Linked DNA regions of Mus musculus: regions 1 and 2 are each linked to region 3. Evidence: chromatin contacts called from public Hi-C and promoter capture Hi-C data. All regions are on one chromosome and are shown on one strand. Each heading gives the region's core, a stretch centred on a gene start, on an enhancer-like site or on the middle of the called end of the contact. The rest is flanking DNA. Distances are from core to core; before and after follow the strand shown.

Region 1 (2,700 bases), core at 167-2,666, 1.3 Mb after region 3:
TTAGGCCAAATTCCAGGAAAAAAAATCAGCTAATAACACCAAAAGCAGCTGCAGATTACACAAGGCATATACTGCTTGCTCCCCGTCTTCATTTTATGGTTGTTCCTCACCAGCTTCCAGAAGCTGGAGAGACTTCTTTTTCTCCTAGGGGAGGTGGGGATTGGCACTTCTTAGGTTTCCAGTTGTTTTTGATATGGGTTCAGATAACTGGGACATTATGTATCCAGTTGAGAAACACATCCGGTGTGCACCTGGGACAAAGGAGCAACACTTTCCATAGGAACATGCTATCAGTGATGGAAGTAAGAACTCTCAACAGAGCAATCTTTTAGCAGGAATGTTGGGAAAACTCAGTTCATTGGCCCCTTTCTACCATGAAATACATTTCCTTCAAAAACAAAAAAACCAAAAAACCACTGAGTTGGTGTTCATGTACCTGAACAGCAGCATGTGAAGCTGCGGATGTGAAGATGGCTAGCTCAGAGGCTGAAGTCACTACTGGGTTTGTTCTCAGGGTTAGGGTTCGTTTTGGGTTAGATGTTCCTCTCCTCTGCTTTCCTCCTTTTCCCTCCCACCCCTTCCTTTCTCTTCCCCTCCTTTCCTTCTCCCACTCCTGCCACAATTTCCTCTCCATTCCCTCCCCTCTTTGAAACTGAGTTTCTTTGTATAACCGTCCTGGAACTCGTTCAGTAGACCAGGATGGATTTGAACTCACAGAGATCCCATTGCCTTTGCCTCCTGAGTGCTAGGATTAAAGGCTTGTACCACCACACCCCTTTGAAGTTAGATGTTTAACCTGCAGCTTTTCTTGGCTTCCTCTCAAGTAATCCTCTCCTAAACCAACCATGTTAATTGCCTTTATTATGAGCGTTCTTCTTTGTGATAACTGTGACACCTTTTTTTGTGGGAACTGAGAGTTGCCCGTGAATTCCCCATCTTTTATTCTTCTGTTTTGTTTTGTTCAAGACAGAGGTTCTCTGTGTAGTCCCTGGCTGTCCCGGAACTCACTCTGTAGACCAGGCTGGCTTAGAACTCAGCAGTCTGCCTGCTTCTGCCTCCCTAGTGCTGGGATTAAAGGTGTGCACCGCCACTGCCTGGCATTTTATTCTTGCCTTCCCTTTCCCTACAGAAGTGTTAATATTAACTTCCTAACTAGACTGTAATCTCCAGCAGGCTAGGGAACCTGCGTGTTGACTGACCTCTTGTCCCTTCAAGCTAAACACAGTAAGTGCACACCCACAGCCTAACTCAGCGCCTGGCACACAGTAGCCAGCAAACAAATGAGTGATAAAGGAGCAGTAGCTACAGGCTAGGATATCTTCCTCTGCACCGCCCCAGGGTGGGAGGCCACCCAGCACCCCCGCGGGCTGAGCGCTCGGGGCACCGCCTTTCCCGTGACGTCATGCGAGGCGGGACTTCCGGCCGCCCAAGTTTAACAGTCCAGGCGGGAGCCGGAAGCGCAGCGAGGAACGGGTGGAGCTGGGCCTCCCCTGTGGCCCCACGCTTGAGAGGTGAGGTTCCGCCTGACAGGGAGGCTCTGTGAGCGCGGTGGCCTTGGGCCGGGGACCCCCGAGGTCAGCCTCTTCGGTCCTGCGTTGGGCGGCAGCGGGCGCGCGCGCGCGCTGGAAAGTGGCCGGGGACCGGGCAGGACAGGACAGGACAGGACCGGGTCGCGGGCCCCGGATTTAAGGGCCAAGCTGCCCCGAGCGGCTCGTCCACCCCGACTCCCGGGTCTGGCTCGCCCGTAGCTGCTGAGCGCAGGCGCCCTGGGCTAGGGGTGCAACTCCCGAGAACTCTTCTTGAGCAGAGAGTGCAGTTGGTCGCTGTCGCTCTTCTTTCCCGGGATCCTCTCCCGGGGACTGATGTCAGAGCCCAGAAGCCAAGCGAAGGGACTGTGAGAGGTCTCCGTGAAGTCAGCCTCACTGAAGCTGTGTGGGTCGCTTAACTCTTCTGAAGAGCCTTGATCCACTCATTGCACCACACTGCACAGTAGGCTCCTTGTGTGGGGTTAGGGTAGCAGCAGCTTGCAGCTGTTTACTGTTCTTCAGAGTTCAACTTTTCTACCCTGTGTTTTTCCATGGGCCGGGGAACAAGGGGCATTGAGTAAGTGTTTTAGTCACCAAATAGAAACATTGTCTACAATTCAACAGGTGACTCTGCAAGTTTTTAGCCTCACCTACTAGGGGTCCCTTCTAACTCAGAACCACCCCACACACTACTGTATCCAAAAATATGCACAACAAATAACTGTTTTAATCCTTTCCATAAACTTTATTTATTTATTTATTTTTCCTCTTGAGACTCAATGATTTCTGCCTTATGCTTTTTAGTTTGTCCTCTGGAACCCAGATATGTATGATGCTTTTGTTGATGATGTGGGGGCGTGTCTTTGACCACTGTTGGCCTTTAACCTTGGTTAAATTCAGCCCCCTATGTCACCAGATGGAATCAATTCAGTGTGTTGTAGCTGCCGTAGCATCCCTTAAAAAAAAAAAAAAAAAAAAAAAGTAGGGCGTGGTGGCGCACACCTTTAATCCCAGCACTCGGGAGGCAGAGGCAGGCGGATTTCTGAGTTCAAGGCCAGCCTGGTCTACAGAGTGAGTTCCAGGACAGGCAGGACTATACAGAGAAATCCTGTCTCAAAAAACCAAAAAAAAAAAAAAAAAAGTAACCACTTTTTATTAGACTTCAAGTATCAAT
Region 2 (2,700 bases), core at 165-2,664, 1.5 Mb before region 3:
GGCTACACAGAGAAAAACCAATAAATAAGTAAATAAATAAATAAATAAAACAAATTTAAAAAGGAGATTCCAGTGCTCGTGGAAAATGTATTCTTCCTTTGTAAGAGTTTTTATCCTATGAAAGGGCTTGTTTTTCTAATTCAAGCACCTTTCTGTCAATGACACCCCAGCCTCACAGACATTTGTGACTGCCTGAAGAACTACAGTGTCTCACACCCTTCAAAGAGGCCCTCCACTTACTTTGTACAAATCTCCCCTAAAACTTTGGAAGAGTGGAACAATGCTATAAATATATGTTCAGTGGATTACAGCAAGCAAAGTGAAGCTTCAATTTGAGCACTTAGCTGGCAAACTGGGCAGTGCAAGATTTTTTTAACCAATTTCCTACATTAAAAAAAAAAACAGATGCCAAAAAATGTTAAAAATTTAGTTTTCTTGGGTTATAACACTATGAAGACTTAATGGTGTTATGTAAAGATTTTAGGAAATCAAGATACGAGGTTTATACCCCCGTGGTTCCTTATGTATTTATCAAAATTCAGTATCCCTAAAGAGCCCCAGGGCCGCTCAAATAAGGCGCACAAAAGCTGAGAGGCAAACTGTTTCACAGATCATCCCCATAACCGAGGCCCTTGAGGCCCTTGCCTCGGAGAAGAGAACAGTCTCCAAAGAGTTAGCCAGCCGAAGTACAATCACAGCGCTACCCAGCAGAAACACCGGGAAGCGAACGCGGAAGCCAGGGCAACCGGGCGGCCAGCCCCGGACGTCGCTAGGAGGTGCGGGGCAGCCAGGACCAACCTGTGCTGTCGCCGGCAGAACCCCGTGGCCCTCCCGGAGCGGCCTCTCCCGGCCCGCGGCCCCGCCCGGCTCTCGGGGTCGGTCCATTCATTCCGCACCCGGGACTGCCGCAGCCCCGAGCCCCTGCGGAGGAAGAGAAGGGAGCTCCGGGGCAGAGCGGCCGGCCACGGGCCACCACCCGCGCCCAGAGTCCAGGCCACGCCGCGATTCCCGCCCCGCGGAGGAACAGAAGCCGCCGAGGCCCGCACCGGTCCCGCGCCAGAGCCCGAAGCCCGCAGCCCCGCCCTCTCCCGGGCAGCCGCCAGGGCCTCCCCGGCCGCGGCCGCACCGCCCGGGCGTCCCGCTTGTCCGGCGTTCAGAGGCGGCCGGAAGTCTCCCCGGCGCCCCCTCCTCAGCGCCCGACTTCCTCGCCGCCGAGGCCGGACCCTTCTCCGCGATGCCTTAGAGAGGCCTCTCGGAGGCTGCGGAGGGAAGCGGACGGCCGCGCGGCCCGGCGCGCCGGAGCAGAGCCAGTGGCCCGAAGCCCGCCTGGGCGGTTACCTTGATGATCCTGCGGGGCAGCCCGGCCATCTTGTCAGATCCCGAGTTCGGCCTCTGCTCTTGTCTCCGGCTCCGCTCTCCTCACGCTCGAGTGGAAGTCCCGGGCTCCACTTCCGGGGAACGTCGCCGCGCCCGCCTGTCGCTACCTCCGCCGAGGCCCCTCGGGAAATGTAGTCCCTGCTAGGACGCGGGCTTCCGACAGCCTTCCCTCCGACCTGGTGGCCCCCTCCCCCGCGCTCCCCGCCCCAACCCCAGCCGGGGGTGGCGGAAGTGACGCTCCGCGGCGGGGCAGGGACTTGGGGGGAGGCGGCGCGAGGCGGCGCCGAGCTTCTTGGCCCGTGGCAGAATCGGCAACACTGGGCGGCCGGCGTCCACGAGCGAGCGCTGTACGTGCGACCACGCCTGCGTCGGGGGGCGACGTAACAAAGGCCCGGCCCCCGACGCAGCCCATTCATTCATTCGTTCCGTTTGTTCATTCAGCGTGTCCGCAGTGCGCGTGGCGGGCTGGCGCTGCAGCGGTTCCCTGCGGACAGGGCAGGCGGGTCGCGCGCTCCTCCTCGGTGGCGAACAGGCCGGAAGTCAATACCAAAGCTTCTAACTGGGAATAACGCTGCTTGCCAAGGACCACACACACACCCGCGACAAAAAAAATTTTTTCTAAACGTTTAAATTTCACATAAAAAAGGGGGCCTCTCTGGCGCTCCCCAAAAGAGAGTTCGGAACAAGGGAGGAGGCAAAAGGCACGGCCTCTAAACGCCTGGATCCTGCAGGATATTTAATCTTTGTGGTTGTTGGTTTTCCTGAGAAAGGGCTCCCTATGTAACCAAGTCTGGCCTGGTGCTCTCTATTCTGTACGCACCGAGCTGACTTGGAACTCGTGATTCTCCTGCCTCTGCCCCCTGAGTAGAGCTAGGCTTGTGCCACCACTTAAGGTTGAGCCTAGCAATCGAGATTTACGTGCTAACTAGAAGAAGGATCTGATTAGAGTGTAAGGGTCCATGCATGATTCGCTGAAGAATGATACCCCAGACCCAAACGGTATGTAAACGCAGAGAGGGCTTTATTCTGCAGAAGTCCAGCTTGCTAGGGTCTCTCATTCCAAGATGGAGACCTGGAAGTGAGCTCACAGTTCAGATTTAAAGCACATTAGGGGTGTGGTGGGGACATGAGTGGCTGAAAACTGTTGCTGAGGAAGTCTGGAAACTACTGCTGACCCACTGTCCTTGCTTCAGGCCAGGTGGTGGGGCAGCTTCTGAGGCCTGGACTTGCCTAGTTCTTAGAAACAGGGATTTAGGCCTCGTCTTCTGAATTGCCAATTTGAAGTCAGCCTAGCCTTCTCAAGGGGATAGAAAAGCCTGTAAT
Region 3 (2,700 bases), core at 173-2,672:
GAAACTTACGCTCTTTTACTACAAAATCTCTCATCAAAGTTTCTTCTGATGTGGATAAAGATGCCTTTAATATATCCCATACCTTATTAAATTCTGGCTTTGAAAATGTGCTGTGTTCTTATAAAGAGACTGTCCCTTGGACACAAATTTGGAAGATTAGAAACTGTTCCTTAAAAAGGTCACAACACAATGAGCCAAAGTGCTTAAATTCACACAAAGGTAAGGAGAGGCTTTGTCATTTGGGTGAGTGGAAAGGAGGCAGACTGAAAATAGGGCTTTGTTTACACAGTCCAGGTACGAGGGGGGTGGGGGGGGGAGGAAGAAAGGAAGGAAGGAAGGAAGGAAGGAAGGAAGGAAGGAAGGAAGGAAGGAAGGAAGGAAGGAAGGAAGGAAAAGGTGAAGATGAGCAAAAAACAGGGAGGGGTAGGTGCAGGGGAGGGGGCAACTCGGTTTTGTTTTATTTTACCAACTAATAGTCCATACTCACTCAGGTAATAGGGCTCAAAACACCAGGGTGCAAACAGCTCTATCCAACCCTCCTTACAAGCGCGAAGAGTTTCAGTCAATAAATACTAGGTTTTCAAGCAACGCGGGCTAGTGGCGGAGTTTCTTCAACTCGCTGGAAAACTGTCCTAGCTTAGAATAACTGACTCCTCCACACCGGACTCCACGCTTCCCACACCGCGCACAGGCAGCGACAGCGCCTAAGTCACGGAACCCGAGCAAGCTCCGCGACGCCGTCCCATCACCTGGGCTCAGGGGTGGGGGACGCATCCCGGGGACCCCACAGCGGGCGCGGGCGACCGGCGCCAGTCCCGCACCGCCCACCCGCGGGGAACGCAGCGGGAGCCGGAGCCCGCCGGCGCCCGCCGCGACTACTCCCCAGCCCGGCGCGAGCGCAGCCACTTACCCGCGGCAGAAGTCATGACTGCCCCGCGCGGCTCACGCCCTCAGTCCATGGCTCCCGTTCAGTCCACACTCCCCAGAGTTTGAGCAGAAGACAAAAGTCCCCGCAGCGCCCACATTCCGTCCCGCACCGCCTGAGCGCCTCACAAAGGACGGACGCCGGCTCCCGCGACCCTCCGGCGGACCCGGGCGCTAGCGGCCAGCGACAGGGGGACGTGCACGAGCGCCGCTCCGCCGCGCTCCGGGACGATCGCCAGGCGCGCGCACGAGAGGAGATCGCAGCGGCTTCGCGGACGCGCGCCCCACCTCAACTTGAGAGAAAAATCCGCGCTCCAGGCGCCCCCTAGTAGTCAGGGGATGTAAAAGGCAGACAAAAGCCATAGCTCTCTCCAATAGGAGCTCTGGAACGCCCGCCCGCTCCCGCCCCTCCAGCCTACACGCTCACCCTCTTCTCCAATAAGCAGGTCGGAAAGGGGCGTGGGTCGCGATGCATGCCGGGAGTTGTAGTTTTCAGTGCCCCCGAGGTGGGCAGGAGCCGAAGCCTGGGTGCTGCCCGCCCTCCTGCCTTCATTTCCCATCGTGCTGAGGCGGGTGGTATGGCGGAGAAGGATGACACCGGAGTTTGACGAAGAGGTGGTTTTTGAGGTGAGGAGAAAATGGCGGGGAGTGTGGACCGTCTTTGTTTCCGAAGGACTAAAGGAAGAGCGAGAAGGCAAAGCGATTCAGAGGGGAGGGATAGGGTGACGGGCGCCTGCGGGCCTGGGTCCCCAATCCTCCGCTGTTTCGGGGCCTACTTGCTGCAGCCGCCTGACAGGTATAGCTCAGGGGATCCTGGCGTGGTTGGCCTCTGCCCCGAGCTCGCCCAGAATTCCCAGACCCGGCGCAATTGACCGGCCCTGGGCGGGAGCCTTGATCGGTTCTTACCCTATGGCTGCACCGCCCTGGACTGCGCCTCGTTGGGGCGGGGCCGAAACGTGCTGGATATTCTGTCTACTACTTAACCTCCTTCCCTTTTTATCTTTGATTTTTGCGGGCCTGTTAATCCATAAGTGCCTCCGGTCATCATCATCATCATAATCATCATCATCAAGGTGTGGCCTCTGGAATGCAGGCAGGCAGCAGGTGCCTTTCTATGTGGGGTTTAAGGTCTGTTAAGTGAGACCTGTGGCCAATGGTGTGAGCTCTGGCGTCTCAGCACCTAGGTTCCATTCTTTTGTCCTTGCTGTTGCGCTAAGTGTAGCCAGTTCTGAATGGAAGCTCTGGTCTGGATGTGAATGCTTTTGTGTTGGACTATTTTAAGATGTCTCTGCCATCTTGAATTTAAAAAATAAAGCCTAGTTAATGGCTTTAGTGCCATTTTTACCCCATCAGACAGGTCAATACCCACACCCTGGAACGTGTATGTGTATGTATTGAATATGTATGCCATACTTTCCCTCAGCCAACTAGATTTCAGGGAATTCATACAAGAGAAAGAGAAGAAATCCCCCGTGGTGTATAATGGGAGGGTGAGGTACGGTACAGAATGTGAAGTATTGAGATATCTAAAAACTGCCCGTGGAAGCATAATTTGGAACCCATTGTCCACTCATAGCACTTTAAAAAGCTACACACAGCAAGTGATACCCTAGGTAAATCTTCAGCTCTGAATGAAATTAGGAAGATTGATGGGAGAAAATGTACTCCAGGAAAAGGGTTTTATGTATGCCAAAGATCGGGGTGGGGTGACAATACTGAACGTGCAGCTTTAGGGGCTGGAGTATGGAGGGTTGCAAAGTGACTTAATATAGCTAC

What was found. Hi-C and Micro-C count contacts between places; a contact is called where the count stands out from the background. Capture Hi-C pulls out chosen DNA fragments and counts their contacts.
Region 1: a Hi-C map of CD8 T cells shows a contact between it and region 3, with 5 times the contacts expected there. The contact joins the promoter of Nedd1 here to the promoter of Vezt in region 3. A contact is called at or near these places in 1 of 39 promoter capture datasets (pre-B cells) and 2 of 484 Hi-C or Micro-C datasets (CD4 T cells and CD8 T cells).
Region 2: a contact with region 3 is called in a promoter capture Hi-C map of liver, with 4 times the contacts expected there. The contact joins the promoter of Ube2n here to the promoter of Vezt in region 3. A contact is called at or near these places in 3 of 39 promoter capture datasets (hippocampal neurons and liver), 2 of 484 Hi-C or Micro-C datasets (CD4 T cells and CD8 T cells), 3 of 115 datasets of contacts at active chromatin or transcription factors (astrocytes, cardiomyocytes and pancreatic cancer cells) and 2 of 9 other capture datasets (adipose tissue and liver).

The regions. Positions count from the first base shown.
Region 1 is chr10:92,721,134-92,723,833 of GRCm38.p6, reverse strand. Nedd1 (neural precursor cell expressed, developmentally down-regulated gene 1) reads left to right here and starts at 1,416. Exons shown (of 15, transcript NM_008682.2): 1 at 1,416-1,511.
Region 2 is chr10:95,513,876-95,516,575 of GRCm38.p6, reverse strand. Ube2n (ubiquitin-conjugating enzyme E2N) reads right to left here and starts at 1,414. Exons shown (of 4, transcript NM_080560.3): 1 at 1,339-1,414. The coding sequence starts at 1,368. Gm46239 (a long non-coding RNA gene) reads left to right here and starts at 2,320. Exons shown (of 2, transcript XR_001779843.2): 1 at 2,320-2,376.
Region 3 is chr10:94,034,521-94,037,220 of GRCm38.p6, reverse strand. Vezt (vezatin, adherens junctions transmembrane protein) reads left to right here and starts at 1,422. Exons shown (of 12, transcript NM_172538.5): 1 at 1,422-1,551. The coding sequence starts at 1,516. It overlaps Fgd6 (FYVE, RhoGEF and PH domain containing 6), which reads right to left and starts at 1,220. Exons shown (of 21, transcript NM_053072.3): 1 at 911-1,220. The coding sequence starts at 926.